Regions from separate parts of the Mus musculus genome. Here all the other regions are linked to region 3. The links are chromatin contacts, called in public Hi-C and HiChIP or PLAC-seq maps. All regions are on one chromosome and are shown on one strand. The core of a region is the stretch at or near the end of the contact, and the rest is flanking DNA. Distances in the headings are between cores, read along the strand shown. Region 1 has its middle 18 kb from the start of Ptgs1. Region 2 holds the start of Nek6 (NIMA (never in mitosis gene a)-related expressed kinase 6). Region 3 holds the start of Rc3h2 (ring finger and CCCH-type zinc finger domains 2).

What was found. Hi-C and Micro-C count contacts between places; a contact is called where the count stands out from the background. HiChIP or PLAC-seq counts read pairs in DNA pulled down with a chosen protein or histone mark.
Region 1: a contact with region 3 is called in an H3K27ac HiChIP or PLAC-seq map of embryonic stem cells, with 8 times the contacts expected there. The contact joins the enhancer-like site here to the promoter of Rc3h2 in region 3. A contact is called at or near these places in 4 of 39 promoter capture datasets (the 3T3-L1 cell line, cranial neural crest, embryonic stem cells and 1 more), 1 of 484 Hi-C or Micro-C datasets (B cells) and 6 of 115 datasets of contacts at active chromatin or transcription factors (astrocytes, embryonic stem cells, large pre-B cells and 1 more).
Region 2: a contact with region 3 is called in a Hi-C map of B cells, with 7 read pairs. The contact joins the promoter of Nek6 here to the promoter of Rc3h2 in region 3. A contact is called at or near these places in 3 of 39 promoter capture datasets (cranial neural crest, frontonasal cranial neural crest and pre-B cells) and 1 of 484 Hi-C or Micro-C datasets (B cells).

Annotation. Positions count from the first base shown.
Region 1 is chr2:36,209,811-36,214,576 of GRCm38.p6, forward strand. No RefSeq gene overlaps it. Among named protein-coding and RNA genes, the nearest start is that of Ptgs1, 18 kb to the right of the region's middle. Within about 2 kb of position 3,426, at least 32 of the 459 cell types and tissues checked have an H3K27ac peak or open chromatin away from gene starts, as enhancers often do.
Region 2 is chr2:38,509,091-38,513,543 of GRCm38.p6, forward strand. Nek6 (NIMA (never in mitosis gene a)-related expressed kinase 6) reads left to right here and starts at 2,607. Exons shown (of 10, transcript NM_021606.3): 1 at 2,607-2,703.
Region 3 is chr2:37,420,598-37,425,039 of GRCm38.p6, forward strand. It overlaps Rc3h2 (ring finger and CCCH-type zinc finger domains 2), which reads right to left and starts at 2,306. Exons shown (of 22, transcript NM_001100591.1): 1 at 2,170-2,306.

The sequences.
Region 1 (4,766 bases), core at 2,176-4,675, 1.2 Mb before region 3:
GATGGTGTGTGTCAATTTTCAAAGGGCTTATGATCCACACATGCCTATACATTTCACGTGAAGATCACAACACAAGACATGTGTGAATCCATGTGTTAAGAGTGTCCTGAGATGTCTGATATGGATGCATGACTTCTGAAATTAGGGATCACATAGTTGAGATCTATGACATAGATGAACCTACACAGAATAATGACAGTCACTCAAGGAGCAGGGCACGGGCTGGCTTGTGTACAGTACAGACACAGTGGACACACGTTTTGTACATGTATAGTGCTTAGATGTATGTGGCTGTGTGGGTGCATGCATATAAACAATGGTGCAGTGTCTGGATTGGTTGGTGTGCTGTATCTGCTCTTGAGAGTCACCTGTTTATTAGTGATGCATGCTCTGTGCATTGTTGCTAAATGTCGCCTTAAAGCTAAATTATTAATAACGACTTTATTCAGAGCAGCCCTGTCTCCATGCCAGTCTCCTCCTTACTGCGCTCTATAAAGTATAATGTAACTTTAATGTAAGACATCATTCATTTTGAGTGTATTATGTATGTTTTTGTGGTGTAGTGGTGTGTGCCCACGCAGTCATTCAGAGACCATAGAACACTTCAGTGAATGCCTATGATCCACCTGCCTCTGTTCTCACACGCAAGTTGCAGAGGCACAGGCACCTGGATGGCTTTTTATGTAGATGCTGGGGATTCGAACTAAGGTCCTCTTGCTTGCACCGTGATTGACAAGCCCATGGCTGGCTTTCTTTCTCTCTAGGTTGCTAGATCAGGTGCCCCAGTTCCCAGTGTCTAGCCAAGGGCTTGGGTTGCTGCAGAGGCCCAAGCTTGTGTTCGCTGAAGCAGCATGGCTGAAGCTCGGGTGCTGTGCAAAAACAGAGCGCTGCTTCCGAAGAGTAGGGCCAGTGCCTGGCACTGCGGGTGCGGGTGCGGGTGCGGGTGCGGGTGCGGGTGCGGGTGCGGGTGCGGGTGCGGGTGCGGGTGCGCTGAGCATCTCGGCAGGGCCTCCCAGAGCACTGCTGCGCGCTGCCTAGCGGGCCGCGGAGGATCCCCCCTGCGGTCTCCCGGGGCGCGACCTCCTGTACCTGCACGGGGGACCCGTTTCCCGGCGGCCGCCGGGCGGCAGGAAGCCGGGCATTGTTCCCTGGCAGAGGCCGGAGGGGAGTTCCCGGTTCGCGCGCACTGGGGAGAAGAGAGCAGCGCCCGCCTGCAACACGCGCTCCGCTGACCCCTGGCATCCGCTCAGCCCTGAAGCTCGCTCATGGATCTAGGTTCGAATCCCTGTTTGCAGTCTTCCTTAATTTCCCCTGAGCCCAGCTCGGGGTCAGACCCAAGATGCCCTTAACTCCCTCCAGCATGCTCACTCCTCAGCCCACCCTCGAAGTGGAGTTTTACTAGCTAAAGAGAAACTAGTAACAGGGCTCTAGTGAGGTCTCTTGCTGCAAAAGGGGCTTCCTACATTAGATCCTGAAGGACCCTCTCCTGGGCAGATTTTTACCCACCAGCACTGTGATGGATGGGGAAACTGAGGCCTGGGAGAAGATGATATTGCCTTAAGGTTGCCAGTCACAAAGTCTTGCTAGCTCAGAAGTTTGGCAATCCCAGGGGCCTTCTCTCTTGTGTGCCTAAGACCTTTGTGGCTGAGTGTTGTAGTAGATTCGATTAACACTAGTCTAGGTATTAGTGAGGGTGGTAATTAATTAATAATTATTTAATTATTGATTAATAAATTCATAACTAATTAACTATGAGGGTGAACCAGCTGCACACTGTTACCGAATTCCCAAGAATCAGAGGCCCAGGGATGTCCAGTAAATGGCTGAGGTCACACAGCAAAATGGTTGTGAAGTAAGATGACCTCCACGCACAGTTGGACCTGGACCTCTCTTTGGCGATTCTGTCTCCCGCCTACTGACATGTTGGGGACCTATCCTGAAGTGCCTTGGTTGGCTGGGCCTAGAGATTCTGATCATGGAGGAACCGGCTCCTCTCCACCCCTGCCCCCCACCCGGGAACCCTACACCGAGGGTAATTGAGATCAGATGCGGCAGTGACCCGAAAAATGCTCCCGGGAACCTGGAAGCATTTATTGTCTGCAAGGGAATCCAGGGCTCTCTCCCTGCTACCCTCCCTCCCTCTTCCCTCTCTCCCTCCCTGCCTCCTCCCCAGGCAGAGCCTTGGGTACTGCCTGAGGTTAGAGCTGGGCCTTGATGAATAGGGCTGCTGAAAGCGAAGTCCAGGCTTCCTCCTTCCTGGGGATATGGTTACAGGGGGCCAGACTTCCTGCCCCTCTGGCATCCTCTCCTTCCAGAGTGGATCTGCTGGCTTTCAGGGTAGGAGCTGAGCAGCTGGCCCAGGTTCAGACAGACTGGAGCTCAAATGTCACCTCCTCAGGGAGGCCCTCCTTGACCACCCCATAGGAACCAGCCCACCTACAGGCAGTCCTTCCTTCTGCTTAGATGGCTAGCAGTTATTTCTTCTGTTTACCTTGCACTCCAGGTAGCTGAGGGAGAGCAAAGGCTTTGCTTTGCTCATGACCATGGATTATAGTTTCTATGCCCACACATATATGCTCAGTGAATACCAACTGGATGCAGCCCTGATACGGGAATGGCTCTCATTGACCTCTGACAGTGGGATGTGACCTTGAACCTTTGCCTCTGACCTCCAGATCCCACATCATGACAACTTCATCCTCCTTTGGTTTCAGGCTCCTGTTTCTGCGGCTTCCTGTTCTACCTGTGTTCTACTGTCTCTGGCCCTGACTTGGGAGCTCCAGGCTGATCTCTGACCTCAGGTTCTGATTGTTGTCTGCCTTGGCTTTCCATTCGACCGACCGACTGTGTGACTCTGGCCAAACCTCTTGCCTTTCCTGAGCCAGCAGGATTCTTCTTCAAACAAGAGCCAACCTGAGAAGCCCAGGATGGATTTGTGACTAGCAAAGGTGGAAGGTGGCAAGGAAGGGGCTGATGCTTGAGTCCCCTGTCCCCTGGTGGTGGCCCTGGACAGTCCTGCAGATCCCTAGTTTTGAAGAACATAGTTTGAAAACCCACTTTCTTGATTTTTTTCCAAAATATTTTTTTCCTCCACGTGTGTGTGTGTGTGATTTTTTTCCTCCACGTGTGTGTGTGTGTGTGTGTGTGTGTGTGTAGAGGACAATTTGCAGGAGTAGCCTTCTGCTGCTCTATGGAGTCTGGGGATTGGACTCGGATTGTCAGGCTTGGTGGCAAGCACCTTTGCCCGCTGATTCATCTTGCTGGCCCCTTCTGTCTTTTTGTGCCTCTGCGGTGCCTTTTCTGAGGGACTGGCAGCAGCATGTCATTTCCTCCTGTCACCAAAGTGAACGGACTCCAGTGTGTGCTGGCCGTAGTGCTAATCATTGCCTCTGTAAGCAGCCTGGCACGGTCACAGGGGTATGGCAGGGCGAGCTGATGAAGCGTTGTCCCTGGGTGCACATTGTCTGGAATTCAGCCCCACCCCTCTGTCTTCCTCATGCTGATCACAAGGCCTGGAACAGTGCCCACAGATAGTAAGTGCTCAGTGAATGTACAGACAGCCAGGGAGGTTTCCTGTATGTGACCTGTGATGAGCTAACAGGCTGTCTGTTACCACCTCTGCATTAACAGTGATCTCAGAAGCCGCACATTTCCATTTGCCCTGGTCTCTTTGCGGGGCTTCCACTTGGGGGAGCCCGGGCAAGCCACCCTCGGGCAGTCGAGCATAGTCCCCTGCTCTGGACACTCAGGTTCTGCTTGTTCCAAGTGCTTGGTACCTGCTGCACGGCTGAGATGCAAATAACAGGACAGTGTGGGGGAGGGGATCGGGAAGCCTTTCCTGGGACGCCTCCAAGGGCTGATGTTAGGGGGGTTTCACTCAAGGGGGTGGGAGAGGGGCAGGAGAGAGTTCCCCTGGAAATGCTAAGGATGTGCACAGATGGCCTGGTGGTGGCTGGGTGAGTGGCCAAGGCAAGGGAGTGATAAGGATGAAGGCAGGTAAGAGAACGGTTTCAGGCTGCTCAAGCAGGTTCCCCAATTCCACTCCAGCAATAGCAGGCCATGCCAGTGTAAAACTGGTCTCAGTTTTACACCATGGGTAGAGTTGGGGGTGACTCAGACAACAAAATGTCTCAAAATCTGTTTCCAGGTTACAGTTCTTAGAGGTGAAAATGTAAATTTCCTAACAAGCCTCACCGCATAGGACACCTGCTCTGGCTAAGCCGTGTGGGAGTCCACTTCTCGTGCCTTTTCCACCGGGCCCTTTGGACTCTGTGCATGCAGGAATTTGTTTCCTAGAGGCCCTGGCAGAGGTCCTATTCCAGTTGTACCAGTGGTTTCTCCAGCCTGGCTAGCAGGAAACCTCCTTTTCCAGCCTGCCTTGCCTGAGCAGACACGAAAAAGGTGGCCTATGCTGCCACCTGGTGGTCACTTCGGAATACTGTCCTGTGTAGGGGAGTTTCCCCTGCAATGTTGCACTAAGGACTTTTACTGAGGTATCGACTCTGTCACGTGGCTTGCGTTTTGTTTTTCCTAGGCATGGGTATTCAGAACCCTGGCTGTGTGTGCAGAAGCCTGAAGTTCATAATCTGTTCTTCCTTTCTCTGCATTTCAAATCCAGACTGTGTGGAAAATGTAAAAGAGAAACTCAGTATCTTTTCTATCCAAGGGTTAAACAAGACACATTTCATTTAAAAACAAATGGAGAGAAGCTACTTGGCAGAAAGTCAAATTCCTTCCATGTCAGCACTTCTTTTCTTAATTTGGGT
Region 2 (4,453 bases), core at 1,357-3,856, 1.1 Mb after region 3:
CGCAGAGAGCCAAAATGGTTTCTCTTCCTCTACTGCACAGTGATAATGAAGTAACACAGCATCATCCTGAAAGTCTCCAGGGCAGACATAGAGCCTGCCCCTGAGACCACATTCCCAGTGTGGTTGGCAGTGGGAGGCACAGGCAAGTCTAGTGCACACACAGGGAGGCAGCCATGCTAAATCTGGGAGGCATTTTGCAAGTAAGTACCTCTTTTCAGTGACTCATTTTGGGACTCACTAAAAACTCCTGTGAGTTGAAAACAAAAGTGGCCCTTGCACCTCTCCCTTCTCCCCACCCCTGCAGAAAGATGGGTGTTGCAGGAATGGTGAGGGTCTTGGAGCTGACTAAATTTGATTTTATGTCACAGCATGTCAGCGGGGCCTGCAATCCATCTGTATGGTCCATAGCCAAAGAGAAGGAAGTAGGGGTGCGAAGGAGGAAGGTCGGGAGAAGGGTGGGTTTGTTTCTCCAGCCTATCCCTTGAGACTGAAGATGCCTTATGTAAGCCCCACCCATCCTGTTCCTGCATTATAGTTCACTGGATGTGTGGTGGTATATGAGCTGGGCCCCTAATTCTCTTAACACTTAAAAACGACCGCTTGCCTACAGCCGGACCTCTAAGGTTCATCACTGGCTGTGAGACCTGGGACATGTTGTTTGGCCTTTCTGAGCTTCAGTTTCCTGAAAATGAAGACACTGCATGTGTTTGTGAACTCAGCAAGGCTGGGGAAAGTCCTTTCTAGTGATCTGACGCTGCTCCTTAGCTGTTCTGCCAGGACAGTTTTTACAGCAGAGAACCCAGTCAGAACACAGCAGGCCCCTAACCATACCCTCTCCTCCAAAGACTTCTGCTCCTCAGTAGAGACCTCCACTCTTCATTGCCTCTTAGAAAGCAGCCCTGGTCCTCCTGCCTCCGGCCTGCTTAACCTTATTTATCCTACTGTCTGCTTCCTGGAGAAACTCAGATTTCCTAGAGTGGGCGTTAAGCTTTCATTTTTTAAAACAACAGTTATTCGTGTGTGCCCTCACATGCCACAATCCACAGTGTATGTGTGCACATTAGAGATAACTTGTTGGTGCCAGTTCCCTCCTCTCAGAAGCAGGGACCAGCCTGGCTGCTCTGGGCTGGTGGCCATGCCTTTCTTACTTAGAACAAGGTTGCCTAGCAATAAGCTGCTGAGACCAGAAATCTGTGTCATCTGCTTCCAGTTCAACCACTCACCACCTGGGGGACTTTGCTCACAGGCCTCATTAAAGCCATCTAAGAAATGGGCACATGGGTGGCATGATGCCACCCTCACAATGGCTGAACATCATGAGGCAGGCAGGGGGAGTAATATAGGTTGTGGGCCTGATTACTGTGGACTCAAGTAGACTAGTTAACTGAATACTCAGCAGGTTGCTATCCCGTGCCCAGACATGTACAGCAGATTAATGGACAGATGGCAGGTGCTTGGGCACACAGACAGTCTAGAACACTCAGAAGCAGCAATACCTGTCCCAGCTACGAGCATCCCTTCCTGAGGGGAAGTGGGAGTCACCTTAATTGCTCCCCAGAGAAGCTTGGACATCCTAGTGGGGTTGTTAAGTATGCATAGATGAAGGCAGTTGTTGTTGTTGTTGTTTTGTTTTTTGTTTTTAACATACAACACTTGGTGTGAATTTGGAAGACATGGGGAGGTTAAAGACAATTTGCTGGAGTTCTTTTGTTCCATTGTGTGGGTCTGGAGGATCAAACTCAGGTCATTCCCCCCACCTCCACCCCCACCCCCACCCCCAGGCTCCTGGGTATTTGGCTGGCCCACTTACTCCTAAAAACCTTCTGCACACTGATGCTTGGCTGGCCTGGAGTTCCCAGGAAGGCAGTATCCCCAGGAGATACTGGCACTTTGAGGGCAGGGACTTGGATTTATCCTAGGTGCCTACTTCTGGAACTGTACTGGGCACTATTTGTACACTGTACTATTGTACACACTGATATATATATATATATATATATATATATATATATACATATATACATATATACATATATACATATATATATATATATATATATATATATATATATATATATATATATATATATATATATATATAATATGAATGACAACATCTCATGTAGCCCAGGCTGGCTTGGAATTTGCTATATAGCCAAGAATGAATGAATTTCAGACATTTTTGCCTCAGCCTTCCTAATTCAGAGATTACAGGTGCCCAATTTCCCTAGTGCTGAGATTAGGAAAGCATGCTATCAACTGAACTTCACCTCCTGCTGCACTCTGTGAATGGGTCAATTTCGGTCCTGCGAGGGCTGTGAGAGGAGCAATGTCAGCTGATGAGGAATCCATGGGTGTGGGGAAGGGTCCACGAATTGGTTACCCAGCGAATCTGCATCTTATAAAGTCTAGAGCCCGCGCAGAGGGGTTCAGTGCCCAGGGTTTGGAGTCTGAGGCTCAGTCTTCCAACCTGAGTTGGACGATCAGGCACCCAGGCTGGGAGCGCGCCCCCGGCGCCCCCTAGCCTGCGTGGCGGCCGCGCGCACGGGCGCAGGGGGCGGCGCGGCCCCGCGGCGGGGAGGGGCGGGCGCGCGGGCGCGCGCAGAAGCGGCGGCTGAACCAAGCGGACTAGCTGCGGCCGCAGCGCCGCCAACTCGCGTGTGACCCGCGCTCCGCCCGCCGCCGAGAGAGCCGCCAGCGCCGGTGAGTGGCCTGGGACCAGCGAGGGGCGCGGGCCAGGGCGTGGGACTGTCACCCGAGGCGTTGTGGGCGCGCGCGCGTGCCCGGGGAGTCGGCGGGGACGCCCGCAGGAGGCCGAGGTGTCCGCGGCGGGCTCCATCCGCCCAGCTGCGCGGGAGTGCGTGCGTGTGCACATCAGGGGCCCGGGCTGTGAGTTTGGGGTGGACCAGTGCGGGTGGACGGGCTCGGCTTCGGTTTATCCGTTTATCGAGTGTTTACCGTGGATGCCAAGGAGTACGTGTGCCCACGTGTCTGAACGTTCCCGAGTGAGTGTGTGCACACGTGCACGGGCAAAAGTGTACAAATTCCATACGAGAGTGTGTTTAGGATCCAGACTGTGCACTCCACACTGCAGGCCGGTGTGTGTGTGATGTGCCGGCTGACCCTGTCCAGAGAGGGTGCTGGGCCGGATTCTGTGAGTCCGCAGATCCCCAGGTTCTGACTTTGGTTGGAAGCCTCTTAGCCCGGCCTTGGCAGAACTCTGCATGGCCACGCAGGCTGAGGAGGGGGCTGCGCTGAACTTGAATTGAGGTTTTCTAAATATGTCTTAGTTCCCTGGCTTTGTTCGTGGCTGTCTCTAGCTAGGCCAGATTTGGACTCTGTTCCCCATACCTAGGGGTTAGGCCCTAGGGAGACCCAGGGCCCCAGATACTTGTCCTCTCTGCCTGCTCCTCTAAGTTAATCATATTTCCCTGATTTAACCGAGCCCCAGAGGGCCATAACAAATGGGTGACAGCATGCTTGGGACACATCCTCTAAGGGCTGTCCGTGAAGTTTTGATTGACAGTTTGTGCATGTGTGTTTGAAAGTTTTAACTGCGTTAGAGCAAACTTTAGAAAGTTTATGTACAAAGTTTCACTCCACTTGCAAAATGCAGGGTGACTTTTTGAGGGGAAAATGTCCTCACAGGAGCCTGGTGTGTGTAAAAGGGCATGTTAAAAACCCTATTGCTAATGGGAGAAGAATTTCATTGAATGGGTGCCTGACTCCCAACAGGAGAAACTTAACCAGTGAACTTTGGACATCGTCGTCCAGAAGACAAAACCTGGAAGGAAACAAAAAAAGACCCATGTTCATTTTTTTTTTCCTCTTTGTCCCGAAAACTGGAGAAGAAAAAATATCCCCACCTTCTGGACGTGTTGAAACTGTTCCCCTCCCCCACCGGGGCCAGGCTCTCCCTGGATCCCCCACCCCCAAATAAAATATGCCTGTGGGGAGCGGAGGAGTGAGTCACTCTCTGGCAGAGGGCCCCACGGCAAACATTTGGGAAGGTTCTTGCTTAACTTCCCAGAAGAAAAGGCCCGGGATTTAAAATGGTCCCTGTGGTTGTGAGCCTCCGAGCCCCGTCTGCTTCAGAGATGACTACAAAAGTCATTTGCTGTCTTTTAAAAAGCCCAAGTCTCAGACTTAAGCATTGTCCAGGATTTAGAGCTGTTTAGGTTTCCAGAAATGGAGATGCTGGCTTTCCCAGGTGGCATATGGTGTGGGAAAGGAAGAGGGTAAGCAGCTGAATCGTTTACAGAGTACCTACTGTGTGCTGAGAGGTTCTTGGGGTCCTTAACTCTCCTGGATTCCACTCTGTTTTTGGGTTTGTGACCAAGGCATCTGACTCATAGAGAAATCAAACCTGTGTCCCAGGCCACCAGGGAAAGGGTAGTAGCCGAAGTCTGAGCCACCTGCCTGCCTTCTAGGCCTTCCTCCTTCATTGGGCCCA
Region 3 (4,442 bases), core at 1,056-3,555:
TGTCACATGTGGCTATCAAGTAGTAAAAGCAAATCTCGACTACAAATAATATAAAATAATACTCAAGATCTGATTTTTATTAGAAATTTTGAGGTACGAGTCACACACTTAAGGATTTAGAAATGGAATTAGAAATTAGAGATGTAATCAACAATTCTCACGAGACTGGGTACAAATCATCTTTAATTTCCAACTAGCTTTATTTTTAATCATAGACTTCCCTTTTCCATCTCTAGGAAATGAAATTTCAACCAGGTCCAACCAAAAATAAGCATGTACTTATTACAGCCTTGTTAAGCCAGGGATGGTGGTGCACACCTTTAGTCCCAGTGTTCATGAGGCAGAAACAGGTGTTCTCTTGAGTTCAATATTAGCCTTGTCTACATAGTGAGTTACAGGACAGTCAGGGCTACTTGTGAAGGGGAATCTTGTCTCAAAGAACAGAACAAAACAAAACAAAAAACAAAATAAACAAAACTTTTTACAAATTTATAGCATTTTTACCCATCACATAACGTACAGGCTCTAGTCTTAAAATATAAAATCCTAAGTGTAGAAAATAATGCCTCTGACAACTGGAAGGCAGCAAATTACAAACACAGAAACTAAATTAATGAAAACATGAACAAGAACGTCTTCTTGCATGTCATACTAACACAACAATAACTCATGGGGTAATTCAAAGGCTCCACTAATGAATTAGATTTCAATTCAATTCTCGAAGAATAAAAGCCTGTTTAATTATGGTACCTGTCTTCCCTAAACAAGACTAGAAAATATATTAAGTGTTTTGTCCTTCAAGCAATTTTCCAAACTCTGAATGTGGGAAACATGAATCACCAAATCAACAAAACAATGGTAATATTGGAAAATAGCCTTTAATAGGATAGAATAGTCTCTGGGTTTTCAAGAACTGACTGTGTTAGTAAACAATTTAAGTAAACAATTTAACATGGATATTGATGTCAGATCAGTGATGTAGTTTTTTAACCACATAAAAGGTAAAAACAGGAATCTACAAACTATTCTTAATGAGTCCAAGTCTTAGGCTGTGTATACAAGTTAACCACAAAGAGACTAGACCCACCAACTAGAACATTCGTTTCTTTCCTTCTGTCAAATAATATCACTTTAGTGTGCCATTATTAGCTTTCTCTGGTTAACTCCAAGTTTTTACTGGAACTTTAAAGCCTGACTACTAAAAATGACAGGAAGATTTGTAAAACACTTTTAACACTTTATTCGGGATATAAAGTCAACTCTAATTACAGTGGGTCAAGATGAGAAGAAATTCCTTAGGGTCCTAAGGTTAGGAGGACAGTGGGATTAAAAAGAACCGAGGTGGAGCTTAAACAAAAATCTAAACAGGTTGAGAATCACTGAATTTGAATACTTAATGTCTGTGATTACTTTAGACTATTTTGGTCTGAAGGCTGTGTCTGCCAGTATCTTAAAAACTCTGGTGATTTCAAGGATGGAAATGACAGCTACCCTTATCTCCTTCCTAACGACAGAAAAGTACAGCTGTTTCTCTTAGAAACAAAGATGCTTTCTACCATTCTCCTAAGATGGTGGAAGAGTCTCCTTATGAGGCTCCCCCAAGGAAAATAATAAGAAAGGGGGAAAGAAAACTATAGCAGAATTCCCTGGCTGTGCTTCATGCCATCGCTCCTAGTCACATCCCCTGGTCCAGCCATCTCCCTCCAGGGAGGTTAAGCCCTCCCTGGGCATTGTTTAGCCAGGGTCCCTATTTACAACACTCAGATCGCCTCCATCCCAGCGCTGTGGTCTCGGTAAGCCCAAGGGCTGAAAAGAAAACGCTAAGACAGGACCTGATCTCGGGGACCTTTTCGAAAGCCCCTCTTCCTACATGGGTTAAGCAAAGAAGGAAGCCGGCCTCTGTTCGGGTGGGATCCTCAGTGGTCAGAGGCGTCCCTTCAGCCGGTGCTGGAGAAAGGTGGCCATCTGAGCGTTTCGCTTCGCATCAAAAAGCCCTACCAGAGCGAGGGGCCTCTCTGTCGTGTCAGGTGCGGCCCGCGACTCCCAACCCTCGGGGTACCGGCGGCCACCGTGCACAGGCCGCCGGGCAGAGACAGCTCCCCGCCCCACCTCTGAGGACCCGGCAGCCGGGCCAGGGCCCCAGCCGCATCTTGCCCGCCCCCGCCCTACCTGAGGGGCCCGGGCGGGGTCGCTAAGGGCCGCTCCCGGGGGCCCCGCGACGGCGCGGCTCGGCGACGGAGGCGCCTCGTCTCGCCGGGGCAGAGCTCGGCGGCGGTTTCAGGGCCTCAAACTCCATCGGGAGCTACAGGGACAGCCCCGTTGGCGGCGGCGAAGGCCGCGACGGGGCCTCCTCCTCCTCCCTCCCTCCGCCTCCTCCTCCTCCTTCTCCTCCTCCTCCTCACCACGGAGGCGGACCTGGAGGGATCCCGATTTAGCTCTCGCGAGAAGATACTGTTCACTTCACGCGAGATTACGCAAGCCCGGGAGTTGGGGCAGAAGGGAAGCGTAGTGGCCCGGCCACCAGAACTGCGCATCAGTTTCCCTCTGAAGAAGAAAGCCACCCTCGTCACATGACAAAGGAACCCCAGAGTACTGTGGGAGATGATGCGAGGACTAGGCAAGACGAAGGGCCTTATGGGAAACTCCCTGCACATCTAAGCCTTGACCAGGAGGCTTGCAAGATTGAGCCAACGTTAAATTTATCATCCATAGAGCAGAACCTGCTTCATCTATGTTACAGTCTACTTTACTCTCTTTGTAGTGAGATACTAACCAGATTAGCAAATAATTCTCCAGTTTACAAAAACCAGGACCAAAGTGAAAACGTTTGGCAAACCCACCTACCTCATCTAAAATCCCAGATGCCTCAAAAGTGAGAAGGATCAAATTTTACAAGTTTTGGAATTATAACTCAATATTTGTTAGAGGACTTATGGCAACCTGTAAGGTAGGAATTATGAAGAAAGACTGAAAATAAGGATGAGAAAAGCAACAATTATAAACAAATATGCCAGGCTGTATGATAACTGATATTTTAAAAGCATTTTAGTTTTATAGTTAATTTATCAAAGTAATCCTAAAAGGTTAATATTGTGAATCTATGCTAATGATGTGCAACTGAATGTGAAACAAAATGTTCAGCAACATCCATGATAATAATCTGTATGTAAGTTAGAATATGGAAATTTCTCTAATGAAGCTTTAAATATACATGAGTTATAATCCAGATGTGGGGCTGGCGAGATGGCTCAGTGGTTAAAAGCACCGACTGTTCTTCTGAAGTTCCTGAATTCAAATCCCAGCAACCACACCGTGGCTCACATCTGATGCCCTCTTCTGGAGTGTCTGAAGACAGCTACAGTGTACTTACATATAATAAATAAATAAATCTTTAAAAAAAAATGCAGATGTGATGGTGCATCCCTGTGAACCCAGCAATTGAAAGGTCCAGGCAGAATCATAGACTGAACTGCTTACAACTGCAGCTCCAGTGACACAAAGCTTCTGGCAAGTGTGACAAGATCGGCTTTTTAGTTTTTGCATTTTGTTTTTTTTTGTGAAAGATCCATTGGCCCCACCTGTTTGTTGTTTGTTTTGTTTTCTGGTGCCTTGGCTAGCCTGTAACTAGCTCTGTAGACCAGGCTGGCCTCAAACGCAGAGATCTGACTGCTTCCCAAGTGCTGGGATTAAAGGCATGTACCACCACCTGGCAGCCCCACCAGCTATACATTAATAACTCATTATTCATAATTTCATCCAATTATGTTAATCAAAAAAGAAAGTTTCCCAACAATCAGGTGTACATTTTGGTATTTTCTTTTTGTTTTTGTTTCAAGACAGGGTTTCTTGTGTAGCCCTGGCTTTCCTGGAACTCACTCTGCCTCTGGAGTGCTGGGCTCAAAGGTGTGCACCATCACCACCTGGCACATTTCTGTTCTTTTCAACTGGACAGTGATGAGTAATTTTATATATACATGTTCCCTAACCTACTGTGTGTGCATTTTCCATTCTACTTCCATTTGATATTTTTCCATTTCACACAGGAAACATTCCCCAAACATGGAAAACCACATTAAAAGTTAACAATCACACCTTCCTTTCCCTATTATGTTTTTTAGACAGGGCTCAAAAACCTGTATAGTCTTGGCTGTCCTGGAATCACTCTATAGACCAGGCTGGCCTTGATCCTTGATATCTGCACGACCCAGCTTTCCCTATCATTTTTTAATCACTGGCATTTTTCCAAATTAATTTCAAAAACTTAACAATTGTTTGTCTACCTCCATTAAAATACAAGCCCTATGACAGTTGGTAATCTGTTTATCTACCTTTTAGTACATATATAAACCAGTAGGTAGGTTCTTTTTTTTTTTTAAGATTTATTTATTATTATAAGTACACTGTACCTGTCTTCAGATGCACCAGAAGAGGGCGTCAGATCT